Linked DNA regions of Danio rerio: region 2 is linked to region 1. The links are chromatin contacts, called in public HiChIP or PLAC-seq maps. All regions are on one chromosome and are shown on one strand. The core of a region is the stretch at or near the end of the contact, and the rest is flanking DNA. Distances in the headings are between cores, read along the strand shown.

What was found. HiChIP or PLAC-seq counts read pairs in DNA pulled down with a chosen protein or histone mark.
Region 2: an H3K4me3 HiChIP or PLAC-seq map of gastrula embryo shows a contact between it and region 1, with 6 times the contacts expected there. The contact joins the promoter of si:ch211-196h16.5 here to the promoter of cdc25d in region 1. A contact is called at or near these places in 2 of 4 datasets of contacts at active chromatin or transcription factors (embryo and gastrula embryo).

The regions. Positions count from the first base shown.
Region 1 is chr1:58,212,611-58,219,032 of GRCz12tu, reverse strand. It overlaps cdc25d (cell division cycle 25 homolog d), which reads left to right and starts at 1,710. Exons shown (of 12, transcript NM_001134682.1): 1 at 1,710-1,853; 2 at 2,949-3,049; 3 at 4,881-4,899; 4 at 5,045-5,075; 5 at 5,182-5,244. The coding sequence starts at 1,753. LOC141375206 (a long non-coding RNA gene) reads right to left here. Exons shown (of 3, transcript XR_012382864.1): 3 at 5,092-5,215.
Region 2 is chr1:58,345,394-58,352,300 of GRCz12tu, reverse strand. si:ch211-196h16.5 reads right to left here and starts at 5,088. Exons shown (of 12, transcript XM_685006.11): 1 at 4,633-5,088; 2 at 3,849-3,938; 3 at 3,497-3,592; 4 at 2,718-2,813; 5 at 1,357-1,443. The coding sequence starts at 4,694.

The sequences.
Region 1 (6,422 bases), core at 461-2,960:
AGAGGAAATAATTTTGTATTTCCATATACTTATTTTCAATTTTAGACATCACATTTAACAAAATTAACAATTCCATTGGAATTTCTCTTTTAAAATAAAATAATACACAATTGCAAACAATAAAACACCCCATATGAAAAAATATAGTAAATAATCTAGTGTTTTTTTAAACTTTGCTAACCTTAAGTGTCATTTTTTTATTTTCCTTCGGCTTCAATCCTTTACTCATCAGGGGTTGCCACAGCGGAATGAACCACCAACTATTCCAACGTACGTTTTACGAAGCGGATGCCTATCCAGCCGCAAATCAATACTGATAAACTACACTCTCACTTAGGTTGAGCCCTGGGTGCGCTGGGGCACTTCAGATCATTTTGGAAGGCCACTTTTTATCCAAGACTAAAAAGGCCATGTGCACTGCACAGGCAATGCTAACCATGCGAGTTTGTGTATTGTAATTTTTCTGTTGTGGTTTTCTGCAACTATACAAGATATACTATATAATACTATACTAAAATATACTATGCATTTATACTGCAACACACTAGTTTGTTTTAGTAATCACTGTACTAAAAGTAACAGTTTATCACTTCACTATAGTTAATAACGGAGTCATTAACGGAGTATTGTAGACTAAATAATTTCAGTATAATACACTCTACCATATGCTTCAAAAACACTACAGTACTATAAATTAATATAGTATTTTTCGCATGGGATGGGACCAATGGGACTGGCAGCCTGTCAGAATCCATCCTAATTTATTTTGAGCAATTTTTAAACCTTTAATATTTTCTGTTTTATGAAATAAGAAGTCATAAAAGAACTGCAACGTCACGCACAGATTCCTAAATTCAATTTTTTAGAATGCATGTTCTTTTAAGAGTTCCTTCTGTTCCATTTTGATGACGTGTTGTTTGGAAGTGATAAATAACCGGATGAGTCATGATTATAAGCGAAGAACAATTTAAAGGTCCTTGATCACACTGGATCATGGATTCTGACTGCTGCTGACTCTGCTAAGTTGTCCATGTACAAAAGTTTGGGTGGATATATTCAATACAATTTACTCAAATAGAATTTTGCGTCCCTCCAGACACATATGAAATATACTGACTTTAATAAGCTACGATGGATCATTGTGGATTCTGCTACCCATCTGCTACAGAAAATGAGCGGACATTTGCTTACCTCTGTGTTGATCCTTGTAAAAGGCATGTGTTTTGTACCACTCATTTGGTGTAGGGGAGTTTTGGGAAAATTGAGCGCCCTCAATTGATCTAAAACACTGACATAATTAGACAGTGCGCCTTTTCCATTTACATGCATTAACCAATCAGGGGAGGACAACATTTAATAAAAATGAATTGTTCAAATCACAATTTAAAGTTGATCATCATCATATTTTCTAGAATACTAATATACATTAGCAAGTTCAGTTCTGTTTAGTTCCATGTGCTTTAAACAATTCATTGTTCAAGTCTTTTCAAGTGAACTGTTTAATTCTTTTCAAGACATGATCAGTCTTCCTGAAGCAATCACAAAACTGGTTGTTCATTAGTAGCCCGAGTGTTGCGATGACAGAGCGTTATCATGGGCGGGGACGCGCCGCACGCCGCCGATCATATGAGCTTGTTGTAGCAACACGAGTTTCCAAGGCAAGCAGAGCGGAGACATGATGACACTCAGTGATGCACAGCTCATATGATATTTGACAGTGTTTGGGTCAGTTTGCAGCTCTGATTCAGCCCAATGGCCGGTGATGCGCTGGAGATTTGTGATCTGACAGCTGAAGACTCTTCCCCGGTCAACGAGCTCTCCTTCCGCCTGCAGAACCTCCAGTGTCAGGACGGGTGAGAGCAAGCATCCTTCTTAATCTTAATATTTAAAGAAGATAAAGTAATGCAATAAAATGATCTATTTTAAATGATGTGGCATTTTCAGGGATAGTTGCAAATGTTTATTTAAAAAAATAATAATTTAAAAAATATAATATTATAATTTTTATTATATATATATATATATATATATATATATATATATATATATATATATATATATATTTTTATTTTTTTTTTTTTGAATAATTTTTATTATTATTATTACTGATATATGCTTTGAACTTTTACTATATTTATTTATTTAATTATTTATTTAAATAAAACATGATATCAAATTGCTTATATTAATATTATTAATCACATTTTGCTCAATAAAATAAAAATAAAAATAAAAACATAGAGCAAATAGTAAAAAGTGTAATTAATATATATTAAAATAAATTAAAATAAAAAAATTATTATTCTTTCAAATTATTTTATTTTAATCTATAATAACCTCAAATAATCATTAAGTGATTGAATGTGTCATTATTATTTGCATAATTAATCAATTATTTCTCATAGGATTTATAAATTATTGTACATATTAAACAAGACCAGATAATTTTTTAATTAAAATATCTTTATAATTTATATTTGAATTGTTTAGGTAAAAATGACATTAAGGCATTATTTAAATCCAACTTTTTCCCTTTCCTGAACAAGAAAGTCACATTTATTTAAAACCATCCACAAATATTGATCAATGATTGGTTTCCATATGACAATAATAGTGATAATGTGACAAAAATGCATAAAAAATATATACATGTTAATGACACATTGCAAAAATGTGCAAAAATAAAATAAACTAAAACTGAATCCAACATCTAAAATATTCCTTATTAATGTTTTAAACTCATACAATTTATTTTTTTCTTCCTCAACACAAAAATAAATGATTTTTAAGATACACTTATCAATGATATCTGCTCACTATAAATACAAGATAAACTATTAATCAATCATTAAATGATCATTCCCATCAGTGTACTGGGATACATTTTTACTGAATTATTAAAATTGGGTTTATGTTTTAACTAATATCTGATGCATATTTTCATCTAGTCTGAGTCCAAAGCGCTCGACCCCCAGAAAGCTTGTTTTGACGCCTGAATGCATGAGTTCATCACTCAACACCCTCTCCAGGGAGAAAGAGACGCCAACAGGTCCTGACAAGAGCCTTGTCACACACACTCACACTCACACTCACACACACACACACACACACACACACACACACACACACAAACACACACACACACACACAGCTTAATTAAATCTCCGACAGGGACTCTTCAGGCTCCTTGTGTTTGCACATGTGACTCATTCGACTCATTCATTTTATGTTTGAAGATGAAATGTTTATGATTTATACCCAAGTTTAAAAAGTACTTTTGAAATTATTTAATAATTCTGATATATGATCTGATACATGTCTTATGTCTGCATGCATAAATTATGTTAATGTTATTTTTAACATTAACATAATTTATGCATGCAGACAGACATGATTCTTTAAACTTGCATTTTGCTTCTTAAAAATGAGCTTGTATTATATGTAGTGCTAAGCATATATGAGTACACCCTCACACATTTTAAATTCATATTTACTATAGGAAGCTTTACAATATTATATCCATACGGTTGAAGTCAGAATTGTTCGCCCTGCTTTAGAATTTTTTTCATTTTTTAATATGATGTTTAACAGAGCAAGGAAATGTTCAAAGTATGTCTGATAATATTTTTTCTTCTGCAGAAAGTCTTATTTGTTTTATTTTGGCTAGAATAAGAGCAGCTTTTAATTTTTTAAAAATAATTTTAAGGTCAAAATTATTAACCCCTTTCAGATAATTTTACGATAGTCTACAGAACAAACCATCATTATACAATAACTTGCCTAATTACCCTAACCTGCCTAGTTACCCTAATTTACCTAGTTAAGCCTTTAAATGTCACTTTAAGCTGTATAGAAGTGTCTTGAAGAATATCTAGTCTAATATTATTTACTGTCATCATGGCAAAGATAAAATAAATCAGTTATTAGAGATGAGTTATTAAAACTATTATGTTTAGAAATGTGTTGATTAAATTTGCTCTCCGTAAAACAGAAATTGGGGAAAAAAATCAAACAGGGGGCGAATAATTCAAGGGGGCTAATAATTCTGACTTCAACTGTATATACTAACTTAATACTAACTACGTGTTAGGGAAAATGTTGAATAAACAAACAAACAAATAAACAAATACATACATAAATAAATAAAAGGAAAAATCAGAGAAACAAAAAAATAATAATTTGTTGAAATTTTGTAGCTTGTATCTTTTAAAACTTTTTTGCAATGATTTGCATGAATTTAAATGCAATCTTTCTATTTCCACAGATGTCCGGTGACTAAAACAATATTAGGGCCCAAGTTCTGAAATGCACCCTTTCTACATTTATTTACATTGTATTATTTTTATATATAACTCAATCTTCTTTTCAACATTTTAAATTAATGCAATCTCTACATTTTAAAGAGTTGGTTTACTTAAAATGAATTTACAACTAAAAATAATCAATATTTTTATATATGATTTTACTGCTGGACCGCTCCATGATGAATAATTTATTTTTTAATATTATTATCACTATTACATAACATTACATTATCAGAAAAATATTATATTTGATTGTATATTAAATAATATTTAATTATGTTAAAATTGTATTTGTAACTCTCACCATACAAATAACTGTAGAAAACAATGGTATATATAGTTTATAGGTATAATTTATACTTCTAGATATTTATTGGGGGCCCCCAGATTTCCTGGAGCCCTGAGCGGAAGCTTACCTCGCTTATTGGTTAAATCCACCCCTGATTAGGATGTGCAGATCAGATAAAAAAATGTCTACATCAGATTTGTTCATTAACCTTACTAAACGTTTTGAATTTCCTCATGAATTTGCGTTTCATTTTCTCTAAATAAAAATTTCTCTTCCATTTTTTACAGTGAGAAGACGACGAGCAAGGTATTGCAAAACAAACATCGATGACCTCATATAAATAATACTTAACTAAAAAACAGTGAATGTCATTTTTATAAAAGTGTCTGCAGAATTAATAAATGTTCAATCTAAATGTGAATAATGAACAGATCTGTATTTGTCTTAGCAGAAGCCTGTCTCCTGAATCCACTTCAAACACGGTACCACACACACAGTAACCATTAATAAATTGTCAATTTATTTATTTATTTTACATTTTGTCATGATGGTTAAAAATGTAATCTTGTCTCTGCGCTTTACCATCAGCCCAGGTGTCCGTTGAGGAACAATCAGGACTTTCCTGCCAATAAGGAGAATGAGAGAGCCATTGTCAGTATTTGACCTCTTTCATTAATCCACACATTATTATTTAGTAGACATAATGCTATTTGAAAGGTAGTATGAAATGTGGTATATAAGGACTTTTAATTTTCAGTAAGACAGCTCAAGCACTTTCTGTGAACTGTCATGCCATTACAAATTGCGCATGTTTAAGATCTTTAAATGTTCTTTAAAATCAATGATTGTCACTGCCTTAACTGAATAACGATATAAAGTGGGTCTCTGACTGGACAAGAAGCACTGCATTAAATTACATTGTTCTGTACAATGTCTTTAAAATATACACATTTACCTCAGTATTTCACTGGAGTTTCTGCACTCACCTGCTGCTCCTGATGGCACTTGAGTTTAAACATTTTTTCATCTTGTTTTACATTTAAACAACTAAATGACTGCATAAGTCTATTTAACTGATTATACTTAAATTAAATTACAGTATCAATGCGGTTATAGGAATATTATGATATTAAAAATAGTAACATACCACTTACTGGAAGTTTATTGGTGGCTGACACTTGCTCTAATATAGCACATTATCTGAGGATTATTGCTAGAAGGGATACAGCTGTGGTCGAGAGTTCATTGGAATTATTTCTAATACATGCAATTATCTTATTAATAGCATATTATTAACGTCTACCCCCATCCCAACCCTAAACCCAACCATTACAGTAATGTAAAACAGAGTATTGTTACAATTATTTATTAAATTACACAGTAAATTGTATTTTATTAATGTCTACTCCCACCCAAGACTCACAGTAATGTAAAAATATTCATTATTGTTGTATAGTGTCACAAAAGTCACGGTATATGTATGTGAGTATCCACAGCTGTATCCCATATAGACTTTACAGTGTGTAACCGTCACGTCATTTTAATTTTCCCGCCAAAACCCTCCCTTCACATTAAAAAGGATCTATCTACAGCAGTTTCTTGACAAACTATTACTTTTTGTAAGGTCTATTTTTTTTAGTTTAATCGATATATTCATGGTTTGACAGTAAAATGGTGATTTAAACATTAAAATATTCACTTTGGAGGTCATTAATATGCGTGAGGCTTCCGGTCTCGATTTAAACAAAACCATTCAGCTCATTTATATGGTTTATATGTTGACATGACTTTGGCATTGTACTTTGCACTTTATTGTCATGGTAAACTAA
Region 2 (6,907 bases), core at 3,839-6,338, 130 kb before region 1:
TGACCCAACCCATAATGAGCTCAAACTAAACAACAGAAATCTGACAGGCAGCTCAGACTGCAAGATCCTAAGACTGGAAATAAGACAGAACTGACAGATCCTGACCTGTGCTCCAAATACAACACACACAAATAAAAAAATAAAAAACACAAATAAAAACAAGCAAACCTGCCAGGATTGTGCATATACAGGTGTCAAAACTTCAATGTGTTCAGTTTAAATATGATTTTGTTTTATACATGCTTTTACACTATACTGTATGTTTTATAAAAGATACATGGTGAAAAGTATAGCCCTAGGCTGCAAAAAGCAAATATAAGAATTAAGTTCTTTAGCCTTCATAGTGCCCTATATATATTGTGCATTATATTTCACACACAAGGTGACTGAAATGGAAATTAAAATACAAAAGATACTGAGCCATTACTACAAGTAAAAAAACAAACAAAAAACAATTATACTTTAAAGGAGAACCTTAACGTTTCGAAAAAAACTGAACTGAAACTAAATTATCAAAAATAAACTTGCGGGACTTCATTTATTTAATTTGTGGGACTTCATTTATTTTTTACTATACTTTTAGTGATCTGCTTGTGGTTGTATAATTTATTTTTATGCTGTTGATGAAGCAGCATTCAACTTAAGCTCTTTAGACCATGCGCTGGACCGTCTCTCAGTGTTTCACTGCAATGTCTTTAAATAAATAATGATTTAGGCCTACTTTCATTATTCATTTATTTTTCATTTTTTGTTTATTATTTTGTACAATAATTGAGACGTAAAATGAGATAGTAAAACATAATCAACAACGAAAATGTAAATAAAAACATAAATGAAAATGTAAATGAAAAAGCTTATTTAATGACTGTCTTAGTCCTATCAAAATAGCAAACACTGAAAATCTCTTTACATTTAGGTTAAAAGACTGCTTTATTTATTTATTTTTTAAGCCTACTTATTGTACTGAATGTTTTTGCTTTCATTTTAGTTGTCTTTTATTTCTTCAATTCTACTTTCCAAAGTGAATCCTCATTGCACTTAACAAGTTTACAATGATAATGAAGTGTGTTAACGAGTTTTTTATGATTAATGAAGAAAATGTAATGCTGTGTTTTATCATTTCATCTTCATTTACAAGCACAGTAGCATATTTACAGCTGCGGTATAGGCTATTTCTGTAAGTTCCCATCCATTCCCGTCCCGTCCCTTTGTGCCCCCTGTCGGCATATTCACAAACTGCGGTCATACATTAAAACACGTGCTTGCCCATTTAAAGTGGCGTCGGTGTAAGCCACATTGAACTCTCACCTACTGTAAACACACAATATTAATCAGTGTTGTCTATTACTGATTTACCTAGAGCCGTGACAAGTGTGTACACTAAACTTTAAAGTAGGATCCACAGACTGGCCACTCTTCTCAGACACACTGGGTTCAGGAGGCCTGTAGATCAAATCAAGAACAAAGCAAGAATTAATTAAATTAATCTTAATATGTATTATGCTGTTGGAGACTTTACAACTCACACAAATACAGTTTCAATGTGTATGAATAAAATTCCATCAATATCAATAAAGCATATATTATTTGTTTATATTTAATGTCAAACCTGTTCCCTTACAAAAGTTGTGGATCTGAAAGTCAGAGTAAAAATTACCTTAAACCAGAGAATTATGCAACACCACACCATCTAGCAAACATTGAATTCTGAAAGCTGCTCACCAAGCTCAGAATTACATCTCAGTAAACTCAGTCAACAGCAGTGCCATGATTGTACATTATGATCAACTAAAAAGCTTGTTTATCAAGTGAGATCAGCCAGTGTAAATGTGCAGTCCTACACTCGTCTCAGTATGACAGTTTCTACAGTGACTGGAGATTTTTGTTAATGGCAAAAAGGTAAAAGGTTTTCTGTCAATAATCTAGAGTGAGCGTTTAGTGTGAACCCATCATAACAATTGATGCTGCCTTATATTGACTATAAACTACATCACTCATTATGCATGTTTGCTTTATGATCCAGCTCAAAATGATTTGTTTTTCCATAATTTTGCTCTATCAAATGTGACAGAGTTTTGGAGAAAGGTGCAGACTTGTGTCTGGTGAAATTTGTCTTTGTTATTTATTTAATTAAATGTTGTGGGTTTCTTACCCTGATAAAAGGATACATGTTAAAATAACCCAGAGTAACACCTACTTTACATTTTTACACATACAAGTATTTATTTGTTACTTTCATATGTTTTAATGAAATAAAGAAGCCCTTTTTAAGCAATACTATAATGAATAATAACATGTATGCAGTCTTACAGTTATAATCAGCCCTAGTGCAGCCATAATGCTGAAGTGGCCCTCTGTGAAAATTATTTTGACCCTCCTGACCCAAATCTTGTTTATCTGTGATTTTATTTACACTAATGCAGCTAAATACATCAAGTCTAAACTGAACTGAACGTTTTGCACAGTAGTGACTTCTTTAGCTTTCAAATGAAAGAAAACCGACATTTACTTGTGATGATACAGTCCTGTATAAATAATTGCCCTTTAACTACACTCTAATGACTGCATCTGCTTTAGCTTCTGATTTTAGAGTGTGTTTTTCCAGATTTTGTAGCTGTTAACTAAGACTTTCAGAAAAATAAACAATCTATTTTCCAAGCCAGAAAATAAATAAACTTAATAAAATAAATAAAGGAACAGTTTAGATCAGCACTTACCTAAACATAGGATCAATGCCTCCACTAAATTTGAGTGGATGATGCATTGACCAGTCACTCTTCATAGACACACCGCTGGGCTCTGGAGGATTCACTCTGTACATTGAAGATAAACTCAACATGAGAATGTAAACCACACACTCTTACGCCCCATTCACACGGGGCTTCAGCATAAACGCTTTGACAGAGGGCGTGTCTGAAGTTGGGGCTGACGCGATCGTCATAGCAGCGTCAGCCAATGAAATTCAGTCAACAATAGGCCACTGTCTGAGCTGGTGTATTTGCATACAGCGATCTGATTGGCTGACGCTTCCGTTGGCGCTTGAAAAGTTGAGCAAGTCATAACTTCTGCAGCCAGCAACGCCTCTGAAGCGGCTCCGACGGATCCACAATGCAGTTCAGCAACGACTGACATCACCCATTACAAGTGAATGGGAAGCGTTGAAGCTGACACCTCGTTACATTCAGGTCCTGTGTTTTATGGTTTTCTGCACTGGTTTCTGGTTAGTTACTGCATGTTTATTTCATCTATTAAATCTAACTGCACACTGATAAGCTTTCCCTGCATTTGTCATGTCATGGTCAATGTAGTTTTACAGTAAGTGTTCTTCCAAAATTCTCAGCTGTTAATTAAGATCTTTTAATAAATATCATTTGAAACGAACTGGCTGCTCACAGGTAATCTTGTTACTACAGGATTATTAATGAACATTTTTTTCTCTAAATTTTCATTCAAAAACTGAAAAAAAATCATTAATTAAAAATAGATCAGCACTTACCTAAACCCAGGATCAATGCCTCCCTTAAATTTGAGTGGATGATGCATTGACCGGTCACTCTTCATAGACACACCGCTGGGCTCTGGAGGTTTCACTCTATATTAAAGATGAACACAACAAGCATGTAATCCACTCTTACATTCATTACCCCTGTAGCGCTGATTCAGGTGACTAAACTACTACATTTACACAGAGACTTTTGTGGTGTTTCTCAGTTCTGTTCAACGCCTTTATTATTTTATTGATTGCCTTACAGTGTGTTTTATGTTTCAAGTTAAGAATTGTAAAAAACAATAATGATCAAATAAAAATAAATAAATAATACTATTAATAAAAATAGATCAGCACTTACCTAAACCCAGTGTTTCCCTTAAATTTGAGTGGATGATGCATTGACCGGTCACTCTTCATAGACACACCGCTGGGCTCTGGAGGGTTTGATCTGTACATCGAAGAAGAACACGTCCAGCAAATATAATCCACACACTCTTACATTCATAATACTGTAGTACTGATTCAGGGCACAACATTACGTTATTACATGGAGACTTTTGTTTTGTTTTGTTTTGTTTGTTTTACTCAATTGTTCTCTGTGTGTTCCCTAACCTACACACCAAATTTTTTATGTGTATTTATTGTCTTCAAACTCTTGTTATTTTGCTTTCCCTTACTGGCATATAAACTTCTATGTATCAGTCATCATTTGGCACTAAGTGTGTTTAATGTGTTTTTTTCTGAACTGTTGGTTACAGTTTGCTTGTTATATCTATTAAACCTAAGCGCTCTTGTATGTTATGTCATGTCATGGTCAATGTGTTCTTTCAAATTTCTCAACTGTTAAAGATCTTTTAATGAATAATATCCTCTGAACCGCACTGACTACATTACAGGCTATTGTCACTTTACAGGATCAATAAGGAACTCTTTCCGTGTTCCAACGCGGAAACAAGACTCACCCTCAAAACTAGGCCAATGCTTTATTTAAAGGAAGATTCTCAAAGCACAATGCCGTTATATTGTTGAACAATTATGTATAAATTAATATAATTAGCAGAACAATCGACCTATATGTAATAAAGATTGGACATGACGACAAAATATACCGAAAATAAAACACAACAAATTTCGTCACTCACCTGTGTGGAAATGTAGGTCTACCTTTGGGCAGGTTTTCATCTCGATGTCCACGATGATCCATCACAACAACCGAACTGAAGGAATCTCACCACTTCTACATTCGTAAGACGATGTTTCTGTCTTCATAAAATGGCGACAGAGACTGACTTTCCTTTCACTTTCACGTGCAGGTGTGTGTCAGGTGAGCTGGGGGAGGTCAGGTGAGGGAGGGGGATGGGCGGCGGAAGCAATGGCGTTCATATAACTTCGCAATGCAGCGAGCACCACTTGGAGCACTTTTAGCCTTGTGAAGTTGAGTAAAAAAACTTGTTCAAAATTAACGTGACAATAAGTTTAAACAATTTGTCTAATCTCAAGATGTGTAAGAGGACAAACTTAGACAAGAGAAACATTTTTTTTATCGTAAACTGAACAAATGTCAATTCCAGCACATCTGAATATACAGCTTTTATTTCAAAATAAAACAAATGATAGCAGTTAAACATTGTCCAAGATCAATGTTGCATCTAGTTTAACCAATCCTTCCACAATATATAATAATTACACATTTGTCAGTTGTGTGCTGAATTGTTCACCTGTCACACTCTAAAACTTAATATTAATTTGATAAAGAGCTTATTAGAAAATAAATAAACTGAATTTGTATAATAAATAGAGCATGAACTCATACACTGTGAATACACTTTTAATGTGTGATGAAAACTTTTTAAATATTTTTTATAAATGTGTGTGGTGATGGAAATGACAGTGGTGGAAATGACACTTCAACAGTTTATAGTGAAAAAAAAATAAAAATACCTTCACTGATTAGCTTTGAATTGATGCTAGCCTTTCATATATACAAAACACTCTTATTTACCTTCATTTTGTTTGGTTTTTAAAAACATCTTTGAAGCTACAACATGTTTGGAAATGACGTAGAATAAATGCATTTCCTTATTAAGTGATATTTACTGTGATTCTTCTTCAAGTGTTGTTGATGAAAATTGAAATTCCCTCTATTTTGAACATGATGGCACTGTTCATTCTCACAGAAACCACCTCAATAATCTTTCACACAAACTGTTTAAAGCACAATTACAGTGGAAATGACACTGATACTGTGCGACAGCTGTATTTTGTATAAAAATAATATCGATAACAGCCTCACATTAATAACTATAAAATATTTAATTTGTTTCTCTAGTGCTTCATTAAGATACATTAATAATTACCAGACAAATAATGTTTTAAAATGTGATTTTCATTGTTGAAGTTTAAACTCTGGGTTCTGTGACAAGCTGAAAACTGTGATTTTGACTCCTAAAAGGGGCTTGAATAATGTGAAAAATATATAATAGAAAGCTGGTACATTTTTAAAGTAGGTTTAATTGTTAGTTTGACAAAGAAAAAGGAATTTGAACAAAATGATATATTTTTGGATATATGATCAAAGGACATGAAAGTGCCCGTAGTTGAAGAATTACCCATATCTGCTCTCTTTCAGGTGAAAAGTTTGAACAGCAATAATCTTTTGTTAGGTAAAGTATTTTTATCTGGGGCTGCTTGTGTTATTCTGCCCGATACCTGCAGGCATGATCGCTTATAGGCTCTTTTTATTTTTATTATTATTATTATTATTTATTTATTTTTTACAAATATTCTGGGTTAACAGGAAAGGAAGTCTACGTGTAAATGTGTAGAGAGAGAATGTGTAGAGAGAGAATGATAGTTATACTATAAGTAATAAATAGGTTAAATCTATATAGAATATGGAATAAACATTTAACAGGTAATGGCAGATAAAACACCAGACGAATGTACAAACAAAAACTGATGAGAGACTCCATAATAAGGGTCCCCACGTCTGTGCAACTGGGTGTAGAGTTTTCCTCACAGTATGATAAGGCTAATGCTCATGTATGAGAGATTACAGAAATAAACAATATAATGTAGGAGGACATATAAAACAGATCACATATCCTGAGCATCCTATAAAACAACACACAGTGCAGATTGATAGTTTGTGAACCGCTTGCAGACTTTTTAATAAAATTATCGAGATTATACAAAACTCCTTCATTTTCCTTTAGCTTAGTCCCTTTATTTATGAGGGGTCACCACAGCGGAATGAACCACCAACTTATCCAGCATATGTTTTACACAGTTGATGCCCTTCCAGTTACAACCCAGTAATGGGAAACACTCTTACACTCAAACCCACGCCAACACAGAGAGAACATGCAAACTCCACACAGAAATGCCAACTGACCCAGCCGAGGCTCGAACCAGTGA